Regions from separate parts of the Rattus norvegicus genome. Here region 1 is linked to region 2. A link is a contact called in public Hi-C data. All regions are on one chromosome and are shown on one strand. Each heading gives the region's core, a stretch centred on a gene start, on an enhancer-like site or on the middle of the called end of the contact. The rest is flanking DNA. Distances are from core to core; before and after follow the strand shown. Region 1 overlaps Dennd1b (DENN domain containing 1B). Region 2 holds the start of Dennd1b (DENN domain containing 1B).

Evidence for each region. A called contact is a pair of places that touch in the nucleus more often than the background predicts.
Region 1: a contact with region 2 is called in a Hi-C map of psoas muscle, with 2.8 times the contacts expected there. The contact joins the enhancer-like site here to the promoter of Dennd1b in region 2. A contact is called at or near these places in 2 of 12 Hi-C or Micro-C datasets (kidney and psoas muscle).

Annotation. Positions count from the first base shown.
Region 1 is chr13:53,231,995-53,235,743 of GRCr8, forward strand. All of the region lies in intron 8 of Dennd1b (DENN domain containing 1B), which reads left to right. Among named protein-coding and RNA genes, the nearest start is that of Dennd1b, 140 kb to the left of the region's middle. Within about 2 kb of position 1,802, at least 1 of the 93 cell types and tissues checked has an H3K27ac peak or open chromatin away from gene starts, as enhancers often do.
Region 2 is chr13:53,094,316-53,098,292 of GRCr8, forward strand. It overlaps Dennd1b (DENN domain containing 1B), which reads left to right and starts at 2,402. Exons shown (of 21, transcript XM_063272684.1): 1 at 2,402-2,537.

The DNA.
Region 1 (3,749 bases), core at 552-3,051, 140 kb after region 2:
GTAGTGCTGGATTTGTAGAAAGATATTGTGTAAATTTGGTTTTGTCATGGAATATCTTGGTTTCTCCATCAATGTTAATTGAGAGTTTTGCTGGATACAGTAACCTGGGCTGGCATTTGTGTTCTCTTAGGGTCTGTATGACATCAGTCCAGGATCTTCTGGCCTTCATAGTTTCTGGCGAGAAGTCTGGTGTGATTCTGATAGGTCTCCCTTTATATGTTACTTGACCTTTTTCCCTTACTGCTTTTAATATTCTTTCTTTATTTTGTGCGTTTGGTGTTTTGACAATTATGTGACGGGAGGTGTTTCTTTTCTGGTCCAATCTATTTGGAGTTCTGTAGGCTTCTTGTATGCCTATGGGTATCTCTTTTTTTAGGTTAGGGAAGTTTTCTTCTATGATTTTGTTGAAGATATTTACTGGTCCTTTGAGCTGGGAGTCTTCACTCTCTTCTATACCTATTATCCTTAGATTTGATCTTCTCATTGAGTCCTGGATTTCCTGTATGTTTTGGACCAGTAGCTTTTTCCGCTTTACATTATCTTTGACAGTTGAGTCAATGATTTCTATGGAATCTTCTGCTCCTGAGATTCTCTCTTCCATCTCTTGTATTCTGTTGGTGAAGCTTGTATCTACAGCTCCTTGTCTCTTCTTTTGGTTTTCTATATCCAGGGTTGTTTCCATGTGTTCTTTCTTGATTGCTTCTATTTCCATTTTTAATTCTTGAAGGTACTTTTAAACAATATTTTTAGTACACATGCATTTTGACTGGAACCTGTTACATGAGACCAGGTGTGCAGTTTTCTACTTAGTGTCATGTTGGCGTTGAAAAAAGTTAAAGAATTTGGAATCTTTTGGGGTTTAGAGGTTTTAGATAAGGATGCTCAGTTTGCAAAGTATGATAGCCTTACAGTTAGCCTTCCCCAAGACATGTAAGCCTCTTAACACTGGGTCTCTGTGTGTCTTATGTGATAGCATATAGAAGGTAATACTTTTTTGTTGGTGTAAGTAAAGATGTTATGATTTTCCTGATTTCATAACTACTAGAAGGCTTTAAAACATTTAAACTTAATCTTTGTATATATTTTGTTGGTAGACTATATATACGAAGAGCCATCTGGTTCAGATAATCTTTCACTAAGCAATTGAAATACTGCAATTCATGTCATCTAAGCATAGAGTTTTGACAATGACAGAACGTACTTGTACCCCATCCACTGCAAACGTTTTGTGTTAATGACCAGGCACTTGAGACCAGCTTCTCTGAGCAGCTATCACAGGCCATGCAGCTCTACCCGTCTCCAAACTCTGCACTTGGAAAACTGATTGCTAGATTTCATCCAACCTACATGCTTGTGCTTAGTGACTTACTGTCATCTATTTTCTTATAATTATGATATTTATTTACTTGTAACTTTGCTGTCTTCTATTCAACTTCATGATGTAATTGCTCAATTTTTAAAACACTACAGCTCTGTGTACTGTTGGTCAAATGTGCACATTGGATCTTCTTTGGTCTTCTGTCTTCATAAGTATGTGCTTGAATGTCTTGTACTTGAGAACAACTTTTAATTAATATTCCTATCATTGGGGAAGTATAATTCCTTATAGACCTATGGAAGTCTGAAGCCTACATATAGTAGATAAATAAGCCCTATAGTATGTGTATTCATTCAAGTGATACAGTGAGTGGGGTTTCTTAAGGCAGACATGAGCTAAAAAGAGATTGTCCTGTATTCTTAACCTTCTCCCTGTCCTTTTGTCTGGAATGTTTCCAAGGGCTGGGTGACAGTTCTCCTTGAGTAGGCCTGATTAGCAAGGGTGTCACTTGCCAAACTCTGAGCAGTGCAGGGATTTGTGACACAGCATGTATGGTCTTAGAAGCCATCTTCTAGGAAGCCAGTCCTTCTCACCACCTAGCGCCATTGCTCGCTGGTGCACACTGCGTTACATGCTTAGGGGCTTGGGCGTGTGGGTAGGGTAGCTGCAGGGGTTGGGCGTTTGTCTGCAAGGTATGCACTCAGTGGAATCTCGCCCTCATGGCGGCTCCTCCTCTTAGATAAGCTGTTCCTTTTGCTTCACTTTCTTTTCTCAGTAAGAAAGGTAAGCTTTCCTTTTTAAAAGTTTAAGTGAGATGTTACAAAAGTAATTTGTTTCCACATGCACAAGGTACATAACTATGCTTCTCTAAGGAATGTAAACTCTCAGCTTAGAAAGACGTAAAAATGTACAGTTCACAATCAGCGTCTGAAAGCTCTTGGAGAATTTGGCAGTGTGTAGTTGAGCCTCACTTTTAGTCTCTAATCTGCTTTATAATCTGCTCAGATCTTTGGTCTGTCCGTGTTAAATAGAAGTATTTTAATGCCTCCTAGTGGCATAGTGTTTCCTGTAATTAAGGAATGAAAAATATTGTGTATTGAAAGAATACTGTGATAAACTAACACAGCCAGTTTGCAAGGCACTTGAGTGCTTCTGGTTTGGTACCAGAGTCTGAGTCAGACTGCATTATTGTCGTGTAACATCGATAAAAGGTCTTACTGGAAAATGCATAATGTACATGAACAGGTGATTGAAAATTGAAATATTTTTATTTTAGGTCACATTACTGTAATTGATTTATATTGAATGAAGTCATTTTATACTTACATGTAGAATGGTGATGCTGTTAATGAGATTTTGATTGCTTTGTGTCCATGTATTATTGTTTTAAATGTAGCTATTATGTGTATATTTTGACTTCTTTTAAAAAGATGGAGCAATTTTCTTATGGAAAGTATATGGTTTAGTTTCATATAGTTTTTTAAAAAAAATCCTCCTTCAAGTTAGCTAAAAGGACTTCTTTGAGAACCTTGACATGGAGACTATTGTAAAACACTGCACAGTGAAAAAGAACACTGGTTTAATTACTCCTTTAACCACCAAGAATATACTTTATAACTGTAATAATTTTAAAAATAAAAGCCACATAGAAAGAAATGTGAACGAGGATTAGTTAGGGAGAAAAAAAATGGTATCCCTTTGTTAAGCATTAGAATTCTTTACTTACTGCTTGCCAAAACACAACAATTAAAATGGCAATTATGTCTAACGTAGCAGCAGTGTAATTGCAGCTGCTTGATAGAAAGCTAGGAAACAAAATGTTAATCTGGAATGAGCAGTTTAAATATGAAATTATGATATACTTGGCTTCCTGTAGTACAGCTGTCAAGCTTGGGCAGCTCGCTGGTCAATAGTGACATTCTGTGTGTCAGTGAACAGAGTCTCTTGATACCATAACCCACAGTTCACACGTTACTGAGGCTCCGACTGTCGAACACTGAAGTCCCCTGGTATTCGCGCAGCTCCAGACTCTCCTGACTGGCTCATGTTTCATTCTTTGGCAATTTGCCCTAATGATATCCCTCAGGAGCTTTCAGCCTCTCTTCTTCCCATATTTAATCGTGCTGTATTAATCTGAGCGATGCGCAGACTGTGCTGCACAAATTGTCAGTTCCTATAATATTTTCTGAGAGACTCACTGAGGTTTTTTCCGTTCAAATTTTATTTATGGTCCAAAATTTGACCCTAACTAGGTTTTCAAGTTGAATATAGCAATCTGCATATGATTCCCAAGAAAGCTCTTTTGCGGTTTGTGTGTTTTTCAGAGAGACCTTTGAGACACAGACTTTTACATGTAGAGTTGGTAAAAACAGTGTGAGCTATGTCACCGTGTAAATTGTGCTATGATGACCACTTATCTTTGATACTTTGA
Region 2 (3,977 bases), core at 1,152-3,651:
CCTTTGAGCGTCCTGCATGCTTCTTTCTTCTTCCCAGAGGGAAGAGACTGGGAAGGAGTACTCCTGCATGCTATAGCATGTCACTTCGAAGGCACACAGAAGTCTTATCTCAGTGGGTGTCCATACTTTGAGAAACAGAGGAGCGTGTTCACAAGACAAACCGGACTTGCACCAGACTTGGGTTCTTCCACATCACGTCACCAGTAGGAAATGATGTTAGCCAGAGACCATTTGGTTGTTCCTTGAGGAGGATGGGCACAATCAGGCATTGAAGAAAAATCTCAAACATAATGGTTTAGAACATTTCTATGTAAAAAGATCAAAAGAGCTATGCTAATACCAGGAAACCCACTATTAACAAAACAGAACAAAAGAAAGCCCCAACACCAACCAACCAACCAACCAACCAAAACCCCAACAACAACTACAACAACAAAAACAACAACAACAAAAACCAAGCATTGAAGGTAAAAAAAAAAAATCCTAACATAGGAGAAGCGATTGGATTTACTAGGTAGGCTCAGTGCTCATAAATTGGAATATCTATTATAATATAGTCACAAACTATATAAAGCAAAAAAAAAATGACAGAAGTGTAAGTTGAAATAGACAGTCCTAAGGAGGTTAGGCTATCTTAATTGACCTCTCCCCTTATTGAATCGTGTCAACGACGAAAGCAACTTCGTAACGGACATCAACACGTTCATCGTCAAGATCATACTTAGACCACACTCAGGAGCTGAAGAATACACTTTTCTTTTTCTCCTCTCCCTGCGCTGGGTATCAAACCAGACCCGTGTAGTTGGTGGGCAGTGCTCTAACACAGATCTACAGTCTGCTCCGGTTATGTGCTCCCTGCCAATACTATCCTACTGTCTTGTTCTTCGATTGCCACGGTCCTAAAAATGTGATTGTCAAGTAGGAATTATTATTGCTGAAATATGACCTTGGGAAAAACGTAACAGCCAACTTGAAACTTTGCCTTCTGCAAACTTCTCTATGAGTAATGTTATTTTATATGAAGCAAACATTACCAAAATTATACCATTGGTTTTAATAAACCATGACAGGTTTATTCTAACTTCTTTCTCCAGTACTTTGTGATAAACTATGTATTATAAACCATGTCTCTGTTTATTTATTAAGCTTTATATAATATCGAACTCTTTATTGTAGTTGGCTTCAAATGTGATTGACAGAGTAAAAATACGTGGCATTTTCATACTTAGTATAGCTTGACTGAGTAACAATCTTAACGTTGTACAGTAACTAATTGTCTCTTTACAGTGGGTGGTGAAAACATTTGTTACTGTTTTCTCACCCCAGACTAAGAATTCTGGCACACTCATCCTAGGCAGGACTGTTTTCTTTGGAGAAGAATTAATTATAATGAAAGAAGAGGCTTGCACATTTCAGTAACACTTGGGGCAGAAGTGTTTTTTAGTTACAGAATTCATTTCAAGTCTTTGGAGTAAGCTAACTTGGTAGTTAGGCAGCAAAAACCTGTATCTGGGAAAACCATATAGCCATGGTATAGTAGGCCTAATTGTGAAACTGAAATTCACTGATTTCTCTAAATGTCTTACAAGAAGCATAGCGCTTTTAAACTTGAACAGCACAGTACGCATGTGATATGCAAGTCATAATTCCCATTTTACAAATGCAGGAAGCGAGAAACTGAAGTTAAGCATCTCACACCAAGTTATGGGGCGACCACACAGTGTGGACTGATACAGCGTCCTTTTGTTTTGTTGTTCAATTACATTTGGAGCTCATTTTTAAAATAAGAGGTTTGTGGCTGTGGAATATGTCTTGCTGTATTGATGGAACAACACCATTTTTGACAGGAAAGTTTAAGATCAAATCTACTCTTTATTTTCCAAGGCTCCTTGTCTGACTTTTAGTGTCATGACTCATACCGCATTCATACCACTTTGGTTTCCTCATTCTCGTACTTTCTGTATGGATACAGTCTGAAGCAAACCTTATTGCGTGACAGTCACTTTAGCGTTGTCAAGGGTGAATGCTAGCTGGGAGAAAGCCTTCCTCAGTCTCTAGGGAGCCTGAGCCCTGGACAACGTTTTGAATGCCTACCATAAATCTTTCTAAATATCTTCTTATCAGATCCCGAATTTGAGAGAGCAGGAGACAAGGCAATAAGAAGTCACAGTAAGAAACAGCAACAGCCGAGCTTGGTTAGATTTCAACTTTGCCACTGCCCACTGCTTACTTATCTCCGATCCAGTCTCTTGCTCTGGATTAGGTACCTATAGCTCAGGTGTTGAAAACACCGAGCCAGTGTTTATCACTGCTTACAGAAACACTTGCTCCGGAGTTCTGGAAATCGGGTTTCACCTCCTCCATCCTTCGTGGTGCCCTCTCAGCTCCCCTAGAGACGACACTCTAGGGGGCCTGCCACTGTGTGTTCAAAAGTTAAGTCCCTGGCTGTGCGTCAGTGTCTGCGGCTGGAATGTGTTTCCCATATGTGCAGGCAACTGGAGCCTCTCCTGGAGCTGTTTGGCAGAGCTGTTTAGCAGGTGCATAAGTCTGAACATTCCTGAATCAGGAGGGGGCGGCTCTGGGATTCAGAGAGCACTAATCGGGCTACCGGCAGGAGTGAGGCGGAAGCCGGAGCATCCACTTGAGCTCCCCATTTGCAATGAATGAGAGTCGCGATGTGGGAACCCCGGGGCAGAAGTGCTTTTCCGGGACAGCGGCAGCAGAAGCCGGTTCCCAGGACAGCAGGAGGGCAGGTCCGGCCCCGAGGCCGCGCGGCCAGGTGCAGCCGCAGGGCGCGTCCCCGTGCGCCCCCTCCCCCTCCCGCCGACTTCCTGGTTCGCGGAAGGTGGCGGAGCCGCCGCCAGCCCGGTCGCGGGAACCGAGAGGCGGGGGCAGGGGCGGGGGCGGCGTCGCCGCGGTGCTGTCCCCGCGAGGCCGCGGAGGGCGCCGTGGGCCGACCGCCGCTCGGAGCAGCGCGTCCCGGACGGCGTGCGGGCGTGCGGGCGCGGGGCGACGGCGGCCCCGCAGCGACATGTGACCATGGACCGCAGGACCAGGTGAGCGGCGGCGGGGCCAGGTCTCCGCCGTCCCGGGTGCGGCCTGCCCGGTACGGCCCGCTGCGCGGCGGTCGGCGCTAGGCCGCAAAGCCTGCCCGCCGGGCGACCCGGCTTCCCTGGGCCCGGTCGGCCGTGCGCCGCGGCGGCGGGCGGGCGAGCGGGCGGCTCTGCGAGCGGTGGTTAGGAAACCGCTCCCCCGGCGTTAGGATCGTCGTTGCTCCCTTTAGGATGATTTTCCACGGTGGCCTGAGATGCTTTCTGATCCTTTTCCTTCGTTTAAAATGAAAGCGGCGTTTGTTTATGCCGGCGCTGTGTGTGCTGCTTGCAGAGTGGTATATGCGCTAAGGTGGCTGGCCCTTCACCATTGGCCATTTTACTTGTAGGGAGTAGGTAAAAAGCAATTTGAATAACGGTGGAGGCTCTGCTTGGTAGTGTCTTAGGGATAGGCATTTGCTGTTTTTCTCTGGAAACTTTACTTTGGGAAGAAATTTCGTCTTCTTTGACCGCCCCCTCCCCTTCCGTTTTACCTCACTGTGTATTAGAGCCACGGTGAAAGGCCCTGTAGATTGCGGAGAAGTATAACCGAGCCAGTAGTTAATTTATCTAAGACAAAGTCTAAATATTTTATGAAAATAGAAACGTTACACAATTTAGAATATTTCCTTTAATGTTTGACACCATAGAGAGCAGGGTGGTTAAAAAAAGCACTTACCCTTTGGACATTTAATTGTACTATGAGGGAACTTAAAAAAAAAAATTCCCAGAGCCCATTTTATGCTCATGAAACAAGTTAAGCGGGTGGGATGAGGAAGTGGAGAAATGGATATTTGTAAATTTAATTTGTATGGCTTGTCTTTCCTTCCAGTTCTATAGAATGTCACGTAATATATTTATATGTATATTTATATGTAAATATTTAAA